Linked DNA regions of Sus scrofa: region 2 is linked to region 1. The links are chromatin contacts, called in public Hi-C maps. All regions are on one chromosome and are shown on one strand. Each heading gives the region's core, a stretch centred on a gene start, on an enhancer-like site or on the middle of the called end of the contact. The rest is flanking DNA. Distances are from core to core; before and after follow the strand shown. Region 1 holds the start of STK11 (serine/threonine-protein kinase STK11). Region 2 holds the start of GPX4 (glutathione peroxidase 4).

Region 1 (3,641 bases), core at 440-2,939:
TCAACACCAGCGGGTCTGCCAGGCACACCGGCCCTCTGGACAGCTGGGAGAGCAGGGGGGGGAGAGGGGCGCCCCCTTCCGAGGAGGGCTCAGCATCGGCGGCGTCAGGAAGCCCGGGACACCCAACCGCAACAAGCTAGGCTGACTTCGCCCAATTATCCAAGCCAGTCACCCACAACCTTCCCGGCGGTTCAGCTCAGGTTCTTAAGGAAAGGGAGTATGGAAGGTAGAAACGGAGAAAAGAAGGGAGGGAGGAAGGAAGGATTGAAAGAAGGAAGGAGACCTCACCCCAACCCAGGAAGTCGGCACTTACTTCTTCACATTGGCCTCCCCGTTGGGGATCCTTCGCAACTTCTTCTTCTTGAGGATTTTGACAGCTCTCCTGCACAGCGTTTCTGAGTCCAGCACCTCCTTCACTTTGCCATACGACCCCTCCCCCAGCAGGTCCCCCATCAGGTACTTGCCGATGAGCTTGGCCCGCTTGCGGCGGGGCTGGTAGATGACCTCAGTAGAGTCGATGCGATGGATGAACGTGTCCATCCCCACCGACATCAGCTCGCCCTCTGTAAACATGCCCAGCTGCTGCGGGTCCGCCACATCCATCCTGGACCCTAGGGCTCCGACTCCCGCAGGCGATCTCTAATCCCCTTTGTGTACTTCCTGGTGAGCGGTTCTTCCTTTTGTCCCCCCTCCCCAAGATTCCCTTCTCCAAAAATAAAAGTCACAAAATCGCAAAAAGAAAAAAAAGAAAGAAAGAAAGAAAGAAAAAGAAAACCCTTCTTGGAAAAGAAACGATTGTACTGAACGTGAGTTCAAAAGGCGCGCCTGGTCCAAAGCCCGGACACCCGGGTGTGTGCAGCGTCCCAAGTTTTGCGGCCGCCCGGCCTCACAGTTTTGAGGCGGGCCGGCGCGTCCACGGGGGCCCTCGGGAGGCCGGTGGGGCCGGGAAGTGCTAGGTCATCCTCCAGGGACTTTAGACCCTCGAACGAACACGGACGCGGCCGGGTCGAGTCTTCTCCGCGCCGTCCATTACTAGCGAGCCATGGCGCGCGCCCGGGGCCCCGCGCAGGCCGGCCCCGGGGCCCCCAGAGCCGGGCAGGCGAGCTTCGCTGGGGATCCGGCGCGCTGCTCGGGGGCGGCTCCCGCCGGCCCCGCCGGCCGGGGCGCCCGAGACGCCGGCAGGTGCGTGTCCGGAGCGCACGGGGAACCTCTGTTTGGCCCCGCTGGCTCCCTCCAGCGCCGGGACTGCCCGGGGCCCGCCGGCCGCAGGGAGCGACCCCCGTCGGAGTCGGCCGCCGCCCGGGCGTCCGCACACCGGCCTGGGACCCCGAGCGGCCGCGCGGGCCCGGAGGGCGCCGCGCCCCAAACGGCAGCCCGCGCTCGGTCTGCGCCGGAACTCCGTCGGCCGCGGAACGCGGGGCGCGTGGAGCTCCGGGCGGCTGAGGCGGCGCAGGCCGCAGGCGCCGGGCCGGGGTTCCTGAGGCCGCCGGGGTCCGGGTGGCCCGTCCCCCGCCGCGGCCGCCGCGCGCGTGGAGCAGGCGGGGCGGCGCGGGGGCCCAGCCCATGCAAGGCGGCCGCGCTGCCGGCTGGCGCCCGCCGCCGCTGCCGCCGCGCCCCGCCTCACTCGAGGGCGCCCCGGGCCGCCTCCCCCTTCCGCGCCCTACACGCCGCCGCCATCTTGTTTATCTCCTCCCCCTCCCTGCGCCGCCGTGCCGCCGCACGCCCGTCGCGGACCCGCCCCTCGCGGCGCCGACGTGCACGTCCGTTGGCCGAGCCGCCTGGCCTCGACCCCCGAGGCGCGCCCCGCCGCCGCTCCTATTGGGCCGTTTGGATCCGGGCGGGCGCCCGAGCGGGGATTGGTTCCCGCTGGGCCCCGCCCCAGGGGTGGATACCGTTTGTTCATTGGCCTGAGGAAACGCCCGTCACGGCGAGGGGGCGGAAAGCAGGAGCCGGGAAGCGAAACCCGGGCGTTGACCTGGGAGGGGTTGGGAGCCGAGGTCGGAGGTCTGGAGTTCTAAAGTCTTCCATGGGACCGGGCGAGTGCAGTGCTCCTGGGCGGGGGCCGGGCTCGGGGACTCTGGTGCCCCTGCCTGGGCTCCTCAACCGAAACCCCGTTTGAGGCGAGGTCAAGGGTCAAAAAGTAGCCAAAGTGTACAATTCGAGGCAAAAAGCCTTTATTAAGTATCTCAGGCCAGATGGGTTGAGAAGGGCTCTGGATGATTTCTGCCCCAAAGGAATTCATGGGCTAAAACTCAGAACCCAGCTGGGATGGTGCCAGCAAAGTGCTTTGGGTGAAAAACAGAGTTGGCAAAATATGGCTTGATGAGGTGGAAAATACTTCCAGGCCTGTGTTTTTTAACCTGTTTTGCTTTTTGTTTGTTTGTATCACTACGTTCTTATTTTGCTGGGGCAAACTGCTTGTGAAACCTTGGGACTTGACACCATCAGATTTGGGTTCCAGGCTGGGAGTTCTTGACCCAACACCTGTGCACTCCCTAAGACTATGTGTGAAATGGAGCTCACCAGTATACACGTTCTTGGGGACATCCATGTGTCTCATCGGATTCTCAAATACCCAGAGAAGGGGGATTGCTATGGCTTTGAGGGATAGGAGTCCCAGGTCACACCAGTGTACCAGCCAGCCCTAATCAGAACATGGGAGTTAGCCCCAAATTCCTAAATCATAAACCAGAAACCAATGAAATACAACGGAAAAAGGGTAATGAAAACCAGGAGTTCCCCAGTGGCTAAGCGGGTTAAGGATCCCGTGTTGTCTTTGCTGTGGCCAGGGTTCAGTCCCTGGCCTGGGAACTTTCACGTGCCGCAGATTTGGGGTGGGAGTGGGAAGACTAAGGAAAGTCAGTGAAGCCAAAAGACTGTCTTTGAAAAGATCCAGAAACTTAATTAAACTGTAGCCAAATTGGTCAATAAAAAAAGATGGCCAATATTGAAGTAAGAACTAGAGAAACAACCTCCCCCCCCCCCCGCCCCCGCCGCCCCTGGCTGAAAAGGCAGCTACGTGCCTGTCAGCAGCTTTGCTTGCCACATACCACCTTTCTTGTAATCATGTAGCAACTACTTGCCTTATGTCCTTGCTAGCAGCCCTGCTAATCATGTTCCAAGCATTGCTTGTCAGCTTCTTAGGCAAGAACTCTGTCTGCTCCAGGAAGGTGGAGGGCCGGAGCTGCTTGCATGGGAAAACATTAAGATCTGGAAGTCTGTATTGCATAAAAGTTACTCAGGGAGTTCCCGTCCTGGCACAGGGGAAACGAATCCGACTAGGAACCATGAGGTTTCGGGTTCAATCCCTTGTCTCGCTCAGTGGGTTAAGGATCCGGTGTTGCCATGAGCCATGGTGTAGGTCGCAGACATGGCTCGGATCTGTTGTTGCTGTGGCTCTGGCGTGGGCCAGCGGCTACAGCTCCGATTTGACCCCTAGCCTGGGAACCTCCATATGCCGCGGGTGTGGCCCTAAAAAGACAAAAAAAATGTTACTCAGAACAAAGACCTGGTGCTCAGACTTTGGAGGTGACTCCTCTGAGCCCGCACTGGTGCTGAACAAACCTAGCTATTCCGCATCTCTGAGTGCTGCTTGTCTTTGACTCTTTCTGCTGTCACAGTGGAGGGAATAAGGAAAGTCA
Region 2 (3,641 bases), core at 681-3,180, 75 kb after region 1:
GGGACAGAAGGCCACCGTGGTGGGACTGGGGCAAGCAAGCAAGCGGCCCCCACCCATCACTCCATTTAGGTCAGGTGGAGACCCTAGAAGTGGCACCAGGGTGACTGAGGGCACCCCCCAGGCCCTCAGCACCCCCTTACCTTGGTAAAGTTCCATTTGATAGCACTGCAAAAAGAAATGTGTTATCAGTAATCCCGTGGCAGCTGCAGATCCCCACTGCCCTCCACTCTCACCCCAGCCCCCCAACTCACTTTCCCAGCATGCCCCTCCCCTTGGGCTGGACTTTCATCCACTTCCACAGAGGGTGGGCATCGTCCCCATTCACACAGATCTTGCTGAACATATCAAATTTGACGTTGTAGCCAGCAGCAAATTCTTTGATCTCAGCATCACTCCCTGGCTCCTGGGCAGAAAGGGGTGCTGGAGGTGAGGGGGGAGGGCCCTGTACCCTCTTTGGACCCAGATTCCTCAGACAGGCCCTCTCCCCACGCCCACACACAAGGACATCCAGGGCAACCAAGACGTACCTGCCTCCCAAACTGGTTGCAAGGGAAGGCCAGAATCCGTAAACCACACTCAGCATATCGGGCGTGCAGGTCGACCAGCTGAGTGTAGTTTACCTCCGTCTTGCCTCATTGAGAGGCCACATTGGTGACGATGCACACGTAGCCCCTGGAGGCGGTTGAGACGGTTAGGACAGGGCTTCGACCTTACCCCTGCCTCCCCAGACCAAGCGGGCAGGTACCCACCGGTACTTGTCCAGGTTCACCATGTGCCCGTCGATGTCCTTGGCTGAGAATTCGTGCATGGAGCGAGCACATCGCCAGTCGTCGCGGGACGCGCACTGCAAGGCAAGGGCACACTGAGCAGCCTGCAGATCTCGGGGCTAAGGCCGCCCGCAACTCTCTCAACCCAGGGTGCCAAAGGGATGAAAACCGGGGCTCTGGGGCAAGGAAAGGGTGAGGCTCCTCCTCCGCAGAGGCGCAGGGCCCCCCGCACAGCAGGTCGCATTTGACCTGAAAGACTGAGACCTAGGCTACCCCGCCGGCGGGTGTGGGGGCCCCGCGCGCACCGGGTCCTGGGACTCGGCGCTGCAGCCGCTCTCCCCGGCCGCGGGCCCCCCCTGCCCAGGGCTCTCGGAAGCCGGCTGCCTTCTCCGGGGGCGCGCCCTTCTGCGGCACAAACGAGCCCTCCGCCTCCGAGGGGCCCTGCGTCGCCGCCCGGCCGGCAACCGGCGCCGCTGGCCACGACGACCCGGGGAACCGGCGGCTGCGCGGCCCATGCCCACCCGTCTTCGGCTGCGCCTGTGCCCACCGAGCGCCACACCCGGGGGACAAAGGGCCGGTAGCCAAGGGCGCGGGGCCGCTCGTCTGTGACGCCACTGCGCGGAGCCCCCGGGCACACAGGGCCGGGGAGGGGCAGTGACGCCCCGTGGCGCGTGATCCCGGATTTCCACCCCGTAGGGCGCCCCCCGCTCTCCGGGCCAGGCGTAGTACCAGTAGCCGACGGCGCCACCCCGTTGCCCCGAGGCAGCAACTCTGTGCGTCAGGGGCGCCCACCCGGGGGTCCTCACCGCCCAGCCTTGCCCCCAGCCCCACCGAACGCCGCCCCCCGTCCCCGACCCAGCCTGGGATCGTGATCGCGGCCCGGGCGCTGGCCACAGCCCCGACGGCCGCGGAGGCGGCGGCCGATTGTCCGCGCGCCCCCTGCCTAATGTTGCCACTGCCCCGCGCGCCGAGAGGCAGGCCGCGCGCCCGCCCCAACGGCCCTCCGGCCCGCCGGTCGGCAGCGCCTAGCTCACCATGGTGCCGGCCAGGCCGGGCACCGCCAGGGTCCCGCAGAGAAGCGTTGGCTTCAGCAGGCGGAACAGGCGGCTAAAGCTCATCGCGGCGGCGGGGGCTCCGGGGAGGCAGCGCTCCTCCCCTCGCCGAGCGGACCAATGGACGCGCGCCAGCGCCCCTCCCCTCCCCGCCCTCGGCCACGCCCTCCATCCCTCTCATTGGTCTTCTGTCACGGGACTGTAGACGCGTGCCTGCTCCAGCCAATGGGAGGTCGGGGTGAGGGGCCGACGGGGGCGGGGCCGGGGCCAGGCTGTGGTTGTGTTGCTGTAGGTGACTGCGCATGCTCTCAGGTAGCTGCGTCCACGCACTCGGTGCGGCCTCTGGTTAAAATCAGTTATCTGGGTGGTTGACTGCTGCGCAGCGCGGTGCCCGACAGATTTAGATACTACAGGAAACCTGTGAGGGGAGGCGGCGGCTGGAACTCTCAAAAAAGTCGCTCCAGCTCCTTGAAAACGGGATTTTCGGAGTCGGTTGTGGCGCAGCGGAAGCGAATCCAACTAGTATCCATGAGGATGCGGGTTTGATCCCTGGCCTCGTTCAGTGGGTTGGAGATCTGACGTTGCCCGTGAGCTGTGGTGTAGGTCGCAGACACGGCTCGGATCCCTTATTGCTGTGGCGTAGGCCGGCAGCTACGGCTTTGATTCGACCCCTAGTCTGGCAACTTCCATATGCCCTTTAGTGCGGCCCTAAAGAGCAAACAAAACAAAACAAAACAAAAACAAACAACTGGAGGTTTTCTTCTTAATGTAAATACAACCACGCCGGATGTTGGAATCCCCCCTACTCAGGCTGCGAGGTCTCTACAGGGCGTGAGGGACACCTGCGGCTGTTGCATCCCTGCTGCAGGGTACCCTTGGATACCCTTGGACACGGCCTTAGCTGCTTATATAAGCGACACGTGAGCCCTGGGCGGAAGCGAGGGCCCGTTAGCAGTTACCCTGCTGTCCCGCCCCCCTCCCGAGACGACTTGCGCGTGAGAACTCGCAGGTGTGTGTTTAGAAAGGAAAACGCCTGCCCAGAGGAATCTTTTGTCACTTCCAACGTGACACAGCATGTGTGCACGCGGATAGCGATGGAGCTCCCGCTGGCTTGGCTCCAAACACAGTTCCACTCAAGGCGCAGGAGTTTGGCCACAGCCTGGAGGGAGAGAAGACCCACCCCATTCTTGGGAACTGAGACATGAATTCCACAGCCGGCCTGGTCGCCCCCCACCTCAAGCCATGGCTGAACATTGACCTGCAGACAGGAGGGTGGTTTCAGGTTTTTGTGCTGCACAGTCCTTGGGGGCAAGACTTTCTGGTCTGGGCTCATTGGGGGGGGGGGGCATGAGCTCCCTCCCTCTGCCCCAGGGAGCTGAGAGGACTTTTCTGGCAAATGGGACAGGACACCCCCCCCCCACCCTCGCCTCTGCCCAAGCAGTAGCCAGATTGCTGCACTCCTGCTTTGCACAATAGCCTTCACCAGCTTGCTGCCCACAGCCTGGTCAGGAGAGGCCAGCAAGAGCTCTGAAGTCCCCACTTGGCAGGGAGCCCACACTGTCTCGGCTGGGTCACCTCACTTCCCAGGAACCTCTCCCCCATTTCCCATCCCGCTGCCTGCCATGGCAGTACTGGCTGTACATGCCACGGTGGCAAGTCTGAGTGGCCCTTGTACAGACTCAACTATTCCCTGTTCCCTTCCCTTGGAAGCTCTAACTTTGTCATAAAGATGGCCACCAGCTGGTTATCTGCTTCAGGGTTTCCAGAAAAACAGCTCAGGGTAACACCCCCAAGGAGCACTTGCAGGAGGAGAGATGGAGCA

The links. Hi-C and Micro-C count contacts between places; a contact is called where the count stands out from the background.
Region 2: a Hi-C map of liver shows a contact between it and region 1, with 3 times the contacts expected there. The contact joins the promoter of GPX4 here to the promoter of STK11 in region 1. A contact is called at or near these places in 3 of 5 promoter capture datasets (fetal skeletal muscle, liver and skeletal muscle), 24 of 47 Hi-C or Micro-C datasets (alveolar macrophages, blood, embryonic fibroblasts and 8 more) and 2 of 2 datasets of contacts at active chromatin or transcription factors (alveolar macrophages and skeletal muscle).

The regions. Positions count from the first base shown.
Region 1 is chr2:77,247,633-77,251,273 of Sscrofa11.1, forward strand. It overlaps STK11 (serine/threonine-protein kinase STK11), which reads right to left and starts at 1,690. Exons shown (of 10, transcript XM_021084263.1): 1 at 314-1,690. The coding sequence starts at 603.
Region 2 is chr2:77,322,001-77,325,641 of Sscrofa11.1, forward strand. It overlaps GPX4 (glutathione peroxidase 4), which reads right to left and starts at 1,931. Exons shown (of 7, transcript NM_214407.1): 1 at 1,802-1,931; 2 at 750-844; 3 at 528-672; 4 at 252-403; 5 at 141-165. The coding sequence starts at 1,885.